Linked DNA regions of Sus scrofa: region 2 is linked to region 1. The links are chromatin contacts, called in public HiChIP or PLAC-seq maps. All regions are on one chromosome and are shown on one strand. The core of a region is the stretch at or near the end of the contact, and the rest is flanking DNA. Distances in the headings are between cores, read along the strand shown.

The links. HiChIP or PLAC-seq counts read pairs in DNA pulled down with a chosen protein or histone mark.
Region 2: a contact with region 1 is called in an H3K27ac HiChIP or PLAC-seq map of alveolar macrophages. The contact joins the promoter of CLDND1 here to the enhancer-like site in region 1. A contact is called at or near these places in 1 of 5 promoter capture datasets (liver), 16 of 47 Hi-C or Micro-C datasets (alveolar macrophages, blood, embryonic fibroblasts and 6 more) and 2 of 2 datasets of contacts at active chromatin or transcription factors (alveolar macrophages and skeletal muscle).

What each region holds. Positions count from the first base shown.
Region 1 is chr13:160,351,349-160,358,604 of Sscrofa11.1, reverse strand. No RefSeq gene overlaps it. Among named protein-coding and RNA genes, the nearest start is that of CPOX, 23 kb to the right of the region's middle. Within about 2 kb of position 4,279, at least 34 of the 83 cell types and tissues checked have an H3K27ac peak or open chromatin away from gene starts, as enhancers often do. A contact at or near this core is called in alveolar macrophages, fetal liver, liver and 1 more, where this site is marked.
Region 2 is chr13:160,393,398-160,400,653 of Sscrofa11.1, reverse strand. It overlaps CLDND1 (claudin domain containing 1), which reads right to left and starts at 3,130. Exons shown (of 5, transcript NM_001243498.1): 1 at 3,081-3,130; 2 at 1,094-1,394. The coding sequence starts at 1,376.

The DNA of each region.
Region 1 (7,256 bases), core at 3,030-5,529:
AATACATAGAGGAGTAATATGCTATTTCCTTCCCAGATAAGACATACATACATATAAAAATATGTATTTAATGTTTCCATATATGTGTAAATAACTATCACTGAATTGTTTTCCACTTTCTCAGCTAAATTCCTCCATCATATTACTCAAATTACTCACCTTTAAAAATAATCACTATTTTTTGAGTTCCCTTCATGGCTCAGCAGTTAATGAACCTGACTAAGATCCATGAGGATGAGGGTTTGATCCCTGCCCTTGCTCAGTGAGTTAAGGATCCTGTGTAGGTTGCAGACGCAGCTCAGATCCCACGTTGCTATGGCTGTGGCTGTGGCATAGGTTACAGCTCCAATTCCACCCCTAGCCCGGGAACTTCCATACGACAAGTGTTTGCCCCCCCCCCAAAAAAAGGCCAAAAAAATCACTATTTTTGATGTTGATCAGAGAAAGTGAAAAGTACTTTACCAAGGCATCTATCTATGTTGTAAACACACATGAACATTTATATTTTCCACTGGGAGGGAAGCAAGTGTAACTGTAGGTGTGTAACTGTAGGTGACTGAAGTCTTCTTCCTGGCTAATCTCATTTACGCCTCTTCCCACTTTTAAAGTAATAACTAAGTATTTACCTTATTCTCTATGTAATATCTGATCACTTATTTTAATGTCTTCAATATGGCTTCACCTGATTTATAAATACATATTGTCTAGATGCACTTCACAGCCTACAGAACTCTTTCTCATGCATTATCTCAGTTACTTCTCACAGTAATTTTGAGAGGAACACATTACTCATTCTATTTTACAGATGTGGTAACTTAAGAGTGGAGTCTGTGTGACCTTCCCTAGATCACACAGCAGTGACTGGTCTGAGATCTGGGCTAGGATGGCATGGGAATATTAGCAAATGTTTCAGAAATGATTGTTATGCATTTAAGGGTCTTCTGGTGGCTGGTTAAAGAAGGTGAGGGGAGACAATACAGATTTATGTTTGAGTCTCGGCCTGTAAGTGTTTTTGTGTTGCCATTTATTTGTCTTATTTTACTTCATTTTTCATTTTTGTTTTCTTTGTTGAAAGAAAGCTAGAGAGTTAATTTTCCTCACAAGCTCTAGAAACCTGCCAGGGACAGCAATTAATTCCCACAATCCCTGACTATTCTTCAGGAGAGCAAGAAGTAAAGGAAGACTCTCTTCTAGCAGAAAATATACACTACACTACTGTGTTCTGGGAGACTTTCCCATGAACTGTCCTATTGCTTATCTTTCTTAGGGATTAAGGTAAATTGTTGAAGCTCCCAGGCCTTCATTGGCTCCAAAAAATATATGGCCTATGTCAGAAAAGCTACTTCCTCAACTGTAAAACACTTTAGCAGAAGTAGTGGCTCATGATAGGCCTGCAATTATGTGAGGATTTTTTACAAAGAGCTGGTGGGGGCTGTGCTGTTAGAGGAGAAGTTATCAGGAAGCTCCAGATAACCTAGGAGCCTATTCACCAGCACTTGGCCACTAGAAAGGAGAGGAGCTTCACCCAATCCTGGAAATATGAACTCGTGGCCTGATCTCCCCTTTGGAATTATGAGTCTCTTTAGTGTGAGGGGTGAGAAAAAAGGATTAAGAGAACATTCAGGGGTTAGGGAAAATGTACGGAGAAATGTACAACAAAAGGGAGGGGGGCAAGTAGCTGATGGGGGCAAGTACCTGGCAAACGCAAGGAGCAAGCTTCTGTTGTGTGATGGTTAATTTTATATGTCAACTTCGCTGGGCCATGGTGCCCAGATATGTAGTCAGTCATTATTCTGGATGTTTCCTCAAGGGTTTTTTCAATAAGACTAACATTTAAATGAATGGACTTTGGGTAAAGCAGATGGCTCTCCATAATGTGGTTGGGCCTCTTCTAATCAGCTAAAGTCCTGATTAGAACAAAAGACTGAACTTTCTGAACAAGGAGAAATTCTGCCAGCAGATGAACTTCATTTGGACTTGAATTGCAGCATTGGCTCTTCCATAGGTCTGCAGGCCTATGGCCTTAGAAATTGAACTGCTTAGGGTCAGACATGTGAAACTATTAAGCCAATTCATTAAAATAAATCTCTTGATATAGAGATAAAGAGAAATGTATTTTCTATAGGTTTAGTTTCTCTAGAGAACCCTGACTAATACAGGTGGGCTGTAGCCCTCAGGCAACAAGAAAGGGACTTAAAGCTGGTAAACAAAAATCAAGGATAGTTCTACTGTTTAACACAGGGAACTAAATCTAATCTCCTGGGATAGACAAGATGGAAGATAGTATGAGAAAAAGAATGTATATCTCTGAATATCTATGACTGGGTCACTTTGCTGTACAGCAGAAATCGGCATAACATTTTAAATCAACTACATTTTAATAGAAAGAGAGAAAGAAAGAGAGAGAGAAAGAAAGAAAGAAAGAAAGAAAGAAAGAGAAAGAAAGAGAAGAGGAAGCAGTTCTGCTGGTGCCTTAATCACAGACTAAAGGACAGCCTTTATAAGACAACAAATAGCAGCTTTATTGTTTTTTTTTTAATTTAAAAAAAATTTAAATAAAAACAAGAATAGAGCACTAAGCAAAGCTATGACTCTATTTGGTGAGTATTTTGGTACTGATACTCTTAGCTTTTTTTTTTTTTTTTTTTTTTTTTTTTAGGGTTGCACCTGCTGCATGTGGAGGTTCCCAGGTTAGGGGTCAAATCAAAGCCATAGCCACTGCCCTATACCATAGCCACAGCAACGCCAGATCCAAACTGCATCTGTGACCTACACCACAGCTCACTGCAATGCCAGATCCTTAACCCATAGAGCAAGTCCAGGGATTGAACTTGCATCCTCATGGATACCAGTCAGATTCTTTACTGCTGAGCCATGGCAGGAACTCCTTGGCTTCTTAATTTTTCAGCATTAGTTTCCCCTTGCCAACTTTTCATATTTTAATTGAGTACATCCTATTATATTTTATGTGTTATTATAAATCACCTTAATTTAGAAGTATAAATAAATGAATATATCCTTTCTGTTTGCAGAAATTATTTAAGGCTAGATTTCAACTTCTACTTATAAGGAAGGAATATGTGAATTATCTACACCTATGAAAATGAAAAAGATATAGAAAAGGGCAAGTGTGTATGCAAAGAAAAGTATTTTAGTAATAGAACAGAAAGTATTGAAATCAACCCAGAGGATAAGACATCAAACCACAAAGATGTAAGCGAGAACCAACAACTCTACACTTAAAAAAAAAAAAAAAAAAAAGACTGTTTACAAAAGAGGGAAATGAGTTGTTAGTTTGCCTATCTAAATTTTTATGAAAATTATATAATTAAAAATATTTTATAGTGGGAGAAAATTAAAGGATTCAAGGGAGTGACATGTAAGTCGTAAAATATGATGCTATATTGTCTTTGGACATACACTTTTCAAAATATATATGCTTCTGTGGAGTTCCCACCATGGCTCAGCAGTAACAAACTCAACTAGTAGCCATGGGGACACAGGTTCAATCCCTGGCTCTGTTCAGTAGGTTGAGGATCCAGTGTTGCTGTGAGCTCTGGTGTGGGTCACAGACACAGCTTGGATCTGGCATTGCTGTGGCTATGGCATGGGACAGCAGCTGCGGCTCCAATTAGATCCCTTGCCTAGGAACTTATATATGCCACGGGTGTGGCCTTAAAGAAAGGAAAAAAAAAAAATCTATGTGCTTCATATGCTTCTAACTCTAAAACATTTTTCTAAATTAATAAAAATGCAGGTAAAATTTCATGCTATGTCAATGAGAGGAGTTTAGGGCATTTCTGACTTTACGATTATAGCAAGGCACTAAAAAGTCATGAGGAACAAACAACAATGAACACAAAATGTCTCACCAAAAAAGGAGAGTAGGAATGAGAGGGCTCCACCCACTTGGCCACACCAGAACCTGGCCAGGGTGAAAGCAAACCACGTGACAACGTTGAGAGGAAGCCCACAGACTTCAGCAGGAAGCATTCTTCATCTAGTAACTCATTTTTCCTAAACAGAAATTGTCCTTCAATCTGATTTCCTCAAACTCCTGTGCTGTATCTTGTACCAAGCCAACAATGAGATAATGGTGCTGTGGTGGCACCACATATATGATGTGACTGTCAGTCCTGGCAGTAGGCCAGACATTTTTTCCAAGCCCCAGTCTGGTTCATTCCTTCTTCTGAACTTGCTCTAATTTGGAGGAGACCAAGGGGGAGCAGTGAGAAGTTGTGAGGTTTTGTTCTTTTCTCGGGTAACTTTACTTTCATTTCCATTTCATATTCTAGTGATTGCCAGGGAAACCATGTCAAGGTTTTTCAGCCATTGGTAGCAAGCTGTTCAAGTTCTCATTAAAATATAATTTGAAGAAAATGAAGTAGACCTATAAAAACGAGAATGTTTATTTTTTTAAGTTTCTTTCTTGACAAAAACAACCCTGCTCAAGTTCCTCTATAACTCAGGAGATGTTTTTGTGGTTGAGTCATACGGCTGCTATGTTTAGAAAACATAACCCCAGAAACAGTGGTCAAATTTTTAGATGGTCATTGTTTTCAATATAACTTCTAATCTCCCAAGCAGAAACTTTAAAAAGGTCACACATCTGGGATCCTGTCTAGCACACACCTTTGAAATACCTTCCCTGTATACCTTGAAGTGTATGAAATCTGTGACTGTAGAGTTTATTTCATGAACAATAATCTTACTTATTAGCATAAATTTGAAAAGATACTTTAGTACCATATCAGAAGTTCCATGAATCTTGAAGAATTTTTAGAATCTGTTAAGAAATTATTCTCTCTGAGCACATCTGATCTCAGACTAGTTCGAAGGTAACATGCATCTAATGAATCTTAACATGAGGTTAAAAACAGGAAGAGGTCTTTAAAACACTGATAAGGTAATGGCAACTCATGATAAAAAAAAAATCAATGTAACAGAATGGAAACTTCTCTTTGATAACAAACACCCATCTGATGGAAAAGTATGCATCATGAAAACAAGTTCTGAGATCTTAAAAAAATTCACAGCCTTTACTTTTTAATTTTTGTATTAACCTAAGAAATGCCAGCAGTTAAAAAAATCAAATCATAGTAAAACCTATTAACGAAAAACAGCAATTCTGTCTCATGGGTCTCTACCTCCAGTCCTGCTCTCCAAAAGTAAGCATTTTTTAATCTTTTAGATCTATCTTGTTTACCTCTACATTACTAAATTCTCTTTACTAAATACATTATTAAAGTCTCTTTTCTGTCTTAGGATATTAACTAGAGATCCATTTGTCCACTGTCTCTAATTCTTTCTCTTTCTTTCTCTCATGTATTTGGAGATTTCCCTCAAATAGCTGATGATCTATGCCCTTAAAGAGGCACTAAAAATTGAATGAAAAGCGCTAGGTGTAGGGGACAGTGAGGAGAGGTAAGGAAACAGCTCTGTGTGTGGTGAGAATGCCAAAGCTCCCTCCCAGTGGTAAAGCTTTTATTTTTTGTTTTTGTTTAGAATTATTCTATAAAATCATTTTCTAAAAAAAGAGGCCTTGAATCTCCTGTCCAGTTGGAGGCCAAATTCCCTTGAAGGAAAAGGGTGGACAATTGTGTAGCACCAAGATAATTGTGTCAGGAGCTCAAGAAAACCCTGTTTGCAGTGCCAGCCTGGTCTCTGGCTTTGAAGGTTTTAAATAACAGGGGGCAGTGCTGAAGCTATAAAGTTAAGGGGTGGGGGGGAATCAGGCTACCACAGTGTATACACAGTATGATTGAACAAATTCAAATTTACACAAAGTAGCTAGAAAAAAAAATATACCAAAATGTTGAGTAGTTATGGTGATGGTGATGGTTATGGTTATTCCTGAAAGATAGTATAAATGTGATGATTCTTTCTTTTTTTTTTTTCCAAGGCCACACCTGTGGTATATGGAGGTTCTCAGGCTAGGGGTTGAATTGGATCTGTAGCTGCCAGCCTACACCACAGCCATAACAATGCCAGGTCCTTAACCCACTAAGCAAGGCCAGGGATGGAACCCAGTCCTCACGGACACTAATTTGGCTTGTTACTGCTGAGCCACAGTGGAAATTTCTGATTATTTCCTTTTTGATATTGCTATTTTCCAAAAATTTCCACAGAGCATAGGCACTCATTTAAATACTGATTTAAATATTGATTTTTAAAGATACACAAATCAGAATGCCAAAAGGAAAATCCACATAAATAGGTACGTGTTGGTATCAAAGCAAAAGAGTTTTTCTGCCCTAACTTAAAGGGTATAATTAAACATTTACTATTTATTAATATTTAGAAAATATGAGGATATTAAGAAATATCCTCTTGATACACTGAACTATTGAAATGGCCTCTTGTGTACCAGGATCCAGATTAAGAAATAGGACACTGCTAGCTTTGCAACACTGTGGAAGCTTTGCCTAAGTCCTCCTTACTCACTGGAACTTGTATTGGTCCTTAACTTTCAATAGAGTTTTATTGAATAATCTATAGACCTAAGCAATCTATGGCCTAGCTTTGCATCTTTTGAACTTTTCTACAAGTGGAATCATACTGCATGTATTAGTCCACAGGTTGCTTTTCTCAGTCCATATTATGTTTGTGAGTTTTGTGGATAATTCTGGTTCATATTTTTATTCCAATGAACATCTCCGTTACTACATCTTCATCTTGGTTCTCCATTTTATTAGACAGTATCCCTTAGTTTCCTCTAAAATTTATGAGAAATTAGCATATTTCCATTTCCTCCCATTACTCCAGCCAGGGGTCAGAAGACATACTTTATTGTTATCATTTCCTTTCTTTGATTTATCAAGATATTCTGCCTTCTGATTTCTCCAACTTTATTTTTAGTTCTTAAAAGTATAAAAATGTACACTTTGTATATGCAAGTTTTGACATGTTTGATGCGTAATTTTATACTCCTCCAAATATCCTTATCTTATTTGTGAATTCAATATATGCATTAATATACTGATTTATGATGGACAAATAATTAAATTACACACAAAAAATAGAACTTTTGAAAGGATAAAAATGTTTTCTTACCTTTCCTCACTTAATTTTCACATGCATCCCCTAAGGTATAGACATCCCTCAATTTAGAGGAGTAGACCCCAGCCTTTTCTGTATCATGCAACTTTTTGAGAGTCAAATTAATATTATGGACTCTAAGAAAAATGCACACAGGGTTTTTCTCATGATTTCAGGAAACTCACTCAAATTCCCTAGGAATTCAGGATGAGGACTCA
Region 2 (7,256 bases), core at 1,881-4,380, 43 kb before region 1:
TTTTCATAGTACATGTTATCTTCTACTACATAATTATTTATTCTGTTTATCGCCTGTCAGCCCTTATTAGAATGTTAGCTCCCAGGAGTAGGGATTTTTTTTTTTCTCTCCCTTATGAACTTCAAGCTCCTAGGCCCTGGAACATGAAAGTATACAACAAATATCTGTTGACTAAATGATAAATAATTGCTAAGACTCAAATATCAAGTGCTCCTATGCTCTCACAAATAGAATTGAACATTTTAAATAAAATTTAACCAGTTTTCACCTCTTTCCAAACTACTTCCTTTCTTCCATATAAAATCACAACTATCAACCTTCTGAGGTATAGTAACTCAAGCCTGTTGTGCTGCGATTTGAATACAGTGCTTCCTACCAAGAGGTCAATAAAAGTAATCAAAAATAGAAAAAAAAAAAACTATAAAGCTACCCCTTACAAAGAGCTCTAAAGCTTCCATATTAGTAACTGGAAATTAAAAAATTTAACTGTTAAGAATGCTTATTACAAAATAAACCTGAGAGGCAGTTTCTTAAATTTTTTTGACTTCTGTAATACATATTTTTAACCTATATTTTTATCAAGATTATTGTAAAACAGTCTCAAATATGCAGATTTAGACACAGAGTTGGTCAAATGAGATCCTCTAAGATTTAGTAGGCAAATGTTAGTATCTACTAAAACACAACTACATATAAAAGGATTATCAATTAATGTGTTATTTGAATACTAGTCCTTTTACCACTTACCAAGTATTTAAAATCTCCCAATGTACTTTTCCAATTATTTTCTCAAGACATGGGAGAATAAAAAGATTTTAATGAGTGGGTAAATAAGTACAAAACTTAAAATGGTTTTCCCAAGATAAGAACAGTTACTCATCCAGCCAATACTAATGAGTACTATGGTAATTCATGGAAGTTGGGGAGAGAAGGTGACAAGAAGAGACACATAAGACTTATTTTTTGGGGGGTGGGGGAGAACACACAAACCTGCTTAAACACAACTGAGACCATCATCACATCACTTTCTCTATTACTGAATAAGTAAAGGGGACAAAGATGAAAATAAGAGAAATACCTGGCCTTTCTATACCTGGTGGGTTATACCAGTATGTGTTTTGGGGTATAGTGATACACCGTCTCCACAATCCCACTGTGCCATTGTATCGAAAAAGTGCATCATTATAAGTCTTTTCATCTGCCTCATCACTAGCAAAGTCGTTCCAGATGCTTTTGTTCAAATCGCTGGAATTTTCTTGAACTGGACTTCGATACTCATACCAGAAGTCTGTGCCAATTGAGGCTGCCATGTAGATGGTTGAAATGAGGCTAAGTACACAAGCGATTACAAATGCTGTGGCAAAACGGTTATCCATTCTGGCATTCAGACTGCTCTGTTTACAAGTGGAAGAAAGAAAAGTTAGACTTCAAGAACAAATACAGGTTTTGAAAGGAATTATTTCAAAATCACCCTTTACCCTATTTCCCATCCCAAAGCTGTTTAAAGTAATGTATAATCATCAATGAATTTAAAAAAAAAAAAAAAGAGGAAGAAGCAAGCATGTTCTTAAGTTCAAAACAAAACTCATTATCATGAAAGTACTTATTGAATGCTCACATACCCAGGATGCTACGGAGACAGAGGTCTTGTTCTCTAGTCTATCACCTGCACACTAAAACAGACAACACTGAAATGGACATACACATTACAGATACAAACAACAGACATGCCCAGAGTCAGCAATGTACCTAGCATAAATGGTTAAGGAAAGACTGCAGAGCATTAACTGTTCTGAGTCTGGGTGTGAAAAGGGCAGAGGAAATGTGGTTAGGGCCCCCCCAGAACAAAGGGAAGGCAACGTGGAATCATCAGCATCTGTGTGCGCATGCGTAACTCTGTAGCATAGACCATCTAATCAAATGTATGTTACCCCATAAGGAAGACAAAGGGGCTAAAATGTAAAGGGGCAACTAATGAAGGGTATATAAAGCTACGCCCCCCTGCGCTCTCGGCTCAGCCGATGGATATGAATCCTGAGCCGGTGCAGGCACAAATAAACACTGCTTCCTGGCAATAAGCCTCGGTCCCATCTCTCTGTACGCAAGTCCGCCAACAGAAAAGGAAGCAGAGGAAATCGGCTCCTCCCAGTTTCCTCTGATTAGGGAAACCTTCCAAAACAAGGTTAAGAGTAGAGAGCTATTCAGAAGACAGTTGAAAACGCTTGTTAAACCAGAGAGAAGGTTGTTTCAGGCGCAAGAAATAGAAAAGAGAATAATAATATATAATAATGCTAGATATCAATCTGCCCCTAATCCATTAAAGCTAAACCAAGCTCCTTAACGCTGCCTAAGTCTTCACTCCTATCGACCGTCCTCATTCTTTATACTTTTGAACCTCCTCATCTGCAAACTAAATGATTCCTCCTCAGCCAGAAAGAAAACCCAGAATCGGGCAAAATACAAGCACTCCAAAGGCGTGGACAGGGCTCAACGGCAGTAGTAAATGGCCGCAGTAAAATGACTCAAGCCGGATCAAGCTGAGTCAAATACTGCAAGTATATACCATGACCGCACCAAACACCTTTAAAAGGAGTACGAAAACAGGCTCGCAAACTGGGGCTGCTGAGTTTGGAAAATGGCAAGTGACTCAGGAGAGACCAGAGCAATTACAATAATTAACTTTAACTCCAGAGGTTGGGTTTGTATTTTTATTCTTTTTTAATCCTTTTTCATCCTTGTGCTCTCAAATGACCTTAAAAGGTCCCGGGCACCGGAGCGGCAGTTCGCCCAGGCCGGACGCCTAGCGCTGTCACCTCGCGGGACGCACCTCGTGGCCGGGCGGGGGGTCGAGACTAGCCAGAGCTACGGCCGGGCAGCCCTGCGCGGTCCAGCCAGGGGCCTCAGTGACCGGGGCAGGCCCTTCCCCAGACCGCTCGGCCGAGGGAAAAGCCCCGCAACAGCCCCCCGCTCAGAACCCGCACACCCCGGCCGCGCCCGGGTAGGGGGCCCCTTTTCAAACGGCTGGAAACGTCCAACAGCTACGCGACCCCTGCCGAGCGACGCCGGCCCCGCTCACTCACCGCCCATCCTCCTGCTCCGCCAGCTTCACCCTCAAGCTCAAACCACAGAACCCTACTCTCCCCACGCCTCTTCTGACGCACTTCCCTGCAGAGCCCGCCCCCTCCATAACTCCCGCGCCTCCGCCTCCGCCTCCACCCCGGGCTGGGCCTGGCCACAGAGCCGAGGGGGCTTGTGGGAGTTGTAGGAGGGACAGAGGAAAAGCAGCGAGAGGCAGCGGACGGCATTCCCGGCGCCGCGCGCGGCGAGTTGTGGGAGGTGTAGTTCGGCTCCGGAGGGGCAGTCGGTACGCGAAAGGGAGGTCTGGGCTGTTGGATTCTTATTTTTTACTGAGGAAGGAACGAACGTCCACCAAGTAAGGCGACCTGCCTGGTCACTGATACTCATTAGTTGTGACTTTATGAGTCGGATTTTCCAATCTTGTGTTTTCCTCACCACTACCCTACTTGTGAACAGCAATGAGATTATACTTTCGAGATGATAACCCATTGACTTACTCTCTCACAACCTCGCTCTCATTGCACCAGATAGTCTTTCTGATTTTATTGCTTAAGTTTAGACTAAGAAGGATGTAATCTGACAGACAGTATCCAACTAGCATGTAATGGCATCCTTTGGGTTTCATACAATTTTTGTTTGTTGGCTGCTTTCTCTTTATGGCAAGTGATATTTTCTATTGTAGTAAAGCACCCTTTTAAAATTAATTACAGTTAGTTAAAGAAAAACATTAAGTTAATGCTGAGAGTCCCAGATATGTCAAAAAAAGTGAATAAAAAATTGTTTATATAGTATGAAAAAGACTGAATTTTTGAGAACATTGCCTTAAGCAGAAAGAATCATGCACAACCTGAGAGACTGCAAATGACTTTATGGCTCAGAGAAAACAAAATGAGCCTTCAAGTATTGCATATAAATTCACAGACAGAAAGCAGGGACATCTCTGTAGTGATGTGTATAGACCCATGAATGTGGCATGAGACCAGCAATGATAGGTTTCTCAACAGGTACCTACAGAGACGGCCAACTCAAGGACCAGAGGTGCTGTCAAACCCTACTTCACCCCTCAAATGCCTTCAAATTTAGCTACAGAACAGGAGAAAGGTGGGAGCCCCAGGCTGATACTAAATTTCTACCACCCTGACAGACTGAAGACATAGCTATCTGTTTCTCTATCTTTAGCTATATTTCTTTTGCCTAAGTTGAACTGCTATTCATATCTAACACATAAGTAAAATAAGGTAATAGAATATAATATTCAAATATGACTGGATTTTCATGTAGAATACCTTGCCAGAGGAGAATTGTCAGAGGAACCAACCAGAGAAAATGGTAGCAGTGCACAGTAAATTGTTAATTTGCATTTAGAGCCCCTCCATGCATTTATTCACAAGGAAATGGCTATATACATTGACCTTCTCTAGAAATTCCCTACCTTCAGAACTATATCTCTAGTGAAGTTACAATACATCCAGGTTAAAGAGAAGTTTAGAAAAGGAAGAGGAAGACACCACCTCAGTTCATGGACAAGAGAATTGAGACCAGGGAATAACACTTCAAGCTTGAATATTGAGGTGACATTAGACAATTTATTTAACTTCTTTAAATCTGTTTTCTTTTCTCCAAAATATGAGGTTGACAATAGTACCTATACCACATGATCATTGTGAGGATTAAATGAGAAAATATGTATAATACCCATCACAGGCCCTGGGGCATAGTAAACAATTGTTAAATTATTATTTGTAAATATTTTGTTCAAGACCTGTAATCTTTGAGTATGGTCTTTAAAAAAAAAAAAGAAAAAACAACGCCCTTTCAAAGCTCTTAATTCTTCCTGGAAGCTAGGAATAAGCTGCTATTGGAGGTAAGGGTCCCTGCTCACTTCAGGAGACTTAATGAATCTCTGGACTAAATGCCTGATGACTAGGAAAGACTTGCCAGGACCAGATTCCAGGCATCTTTTGTTAGCTCTGCTCATAGCTTACATGTGTCTTCATAATTCAGGAGGCTGATGTTTCTGGCAAGACCTGCAAAGGAGGGTGATGCTTTTATCCATCAAGTCTGCAGAATGCCTGAAAAATACAAGACACATTTCGGTCACCCATGTAGTATAGCCCTGGGAGTGTCTGTATGTTTGAAGTTGTGACCATCCTTCCCATTCAGCACAGGGCACTTGAACCACCTCGCGACGCCCACTACCACCAAACACTGTATTTCTTATTTATCTCTACGTCTTGGGGGTTTCTGTCTTGTATTTGTGCTTGCTCATTGCGTAGATAGGCAAAATAAGTCCTTAATAAATTAATTAAATTTCTATTGCCATTTCTTACTGCACTGTTTGGAAAAGAGTAGCTGGCCTGACATATTTTCATAAATATTGAAGATTATTTAGTGCAACAAGGTAAAGTCCATTAAATTCAGATTTAAAAGCAAAGTTGAATTAGACCTCTGGCTTAGTTTGATTAAAGATCATCCTAGTTTCAGCAAGAAGGTGTTGTAATTACACTGCACTGTAAATAAACCCAATAAACTAAAAATATAGATATGCATTTATTATAACTTGTTTATATTGTATGCTTACAAAACTCTTTATGCGAGCATTCCCTTCAATACCAGACTCCCTAAGATAGTTAAATATTATTTTTAATTGTACTTTTTAAGGAATTAAAAATTATATTAAGCAATATATATCCCCATTATCTTTTTCTCATATAATTTTATCCTGGTTGTTTTCCTTATGAACTTTGGCATGCAGAAAGGGTGAAAGTAGAAATAGATGCATGTTCTGGGTTCCAGTCACCAGCTATCCTTAAAAAATCGTATCATTCTTTGAATTTCCTTGTAACAATTTCTTGTAGAACAATGGCTAAATTAATCAAGGACAAAGCAAATAGAAAAGTTCATCTAAAATGGCTCTTTCCTTTCAGTAATTCCTGTCAAACATTACACAGAGCTGCAGTGGATGTCCATGCTTCTGAAGGACAGAGAATGGACCATATGTAGATGAGAAATTTAAATTTAAATTGTCCTTGATTTCAAAATCATCAATGTGGATCTTCAGTAAATTACAACTTTCTGGGCCCCAGTGTCCTCATTAGTAAAGTGACTTACTGGATGACCACTAATGTCACTTAAAGCTCTAAAATATTATGATTCATAATTCTGCTGAAAGGAGAATAACATAGCTCCAAAATATGATTGTCATAGATCCACAGAATTGAAGTTTCACTGGAGAATTCATGTATCTTACACCTTCAGCCTACACAATATCCAAGAATGCAGAGGGAGTGGGAAATGCAGAACAAAGGAAAAGGAGGAAGACTCAATGCATTCTGATTAGAAAAGATCAGCAACTCAGACCTTGGCTGTTTCAACAATAAACAGTTATAATGAAAAATGGAAGGTGTCCATGAAGTTTATGAAAAGTCTGTATTCATTGGAAATGACTCAAAATTCAAGCATAATTCAGTTCAGATCTACAAACATTTATTGACTATCTATCTAATGTATGCCAGACACTGTGCTGGGTACTAGGACACCAATGTAAATAAATAGAATTTTTGCTGTACACAACCTAAATCCAGATTAAATCAATGTTTATGAATAAACCTAAAGTATACGTGCCTAGAATCATAACATCACTGCTATTTATGTAAATATGGGGTGCCAAGGGAAATAATCCAATAAATGAAGTAAAGGAGGACCCTAAAAGCAGCAAAAGGATGCCACTTAATTTGGCATGATATATTACGTTGTATTGCACTAAACTTTCCAGTTAACTGTCAGAATAAAAAAAAAAAAATCACTAACTCTTAGAGTGTAAATAGATCTCTTAAACTGGGCAATTTAAATAATTTAAATAGCTATACATTTTATGATGCTCAAATAAGATATGGACAAGAGAGCGTTTCTAACAAATGAATATAAAATCACCCTGTCTGACAAGATTTATGAAAAACAAATAGTTTGCTTCATGATTTTGGCCATTTATTCTGGGACATATCAGTAGAGCATATATGAACAGAGATTTCTTTTTACAGTGCTATATGCTACATAATCTGGTGAATCCTATTTAATACATGATAGAGGGGCTGGTAGGGAAGAAACAGAACTAATATGTTGGGACCACAGGGGTTGATAGGGAAGAAACAGAAGTAATACGTTGTAATGCCAGTGGG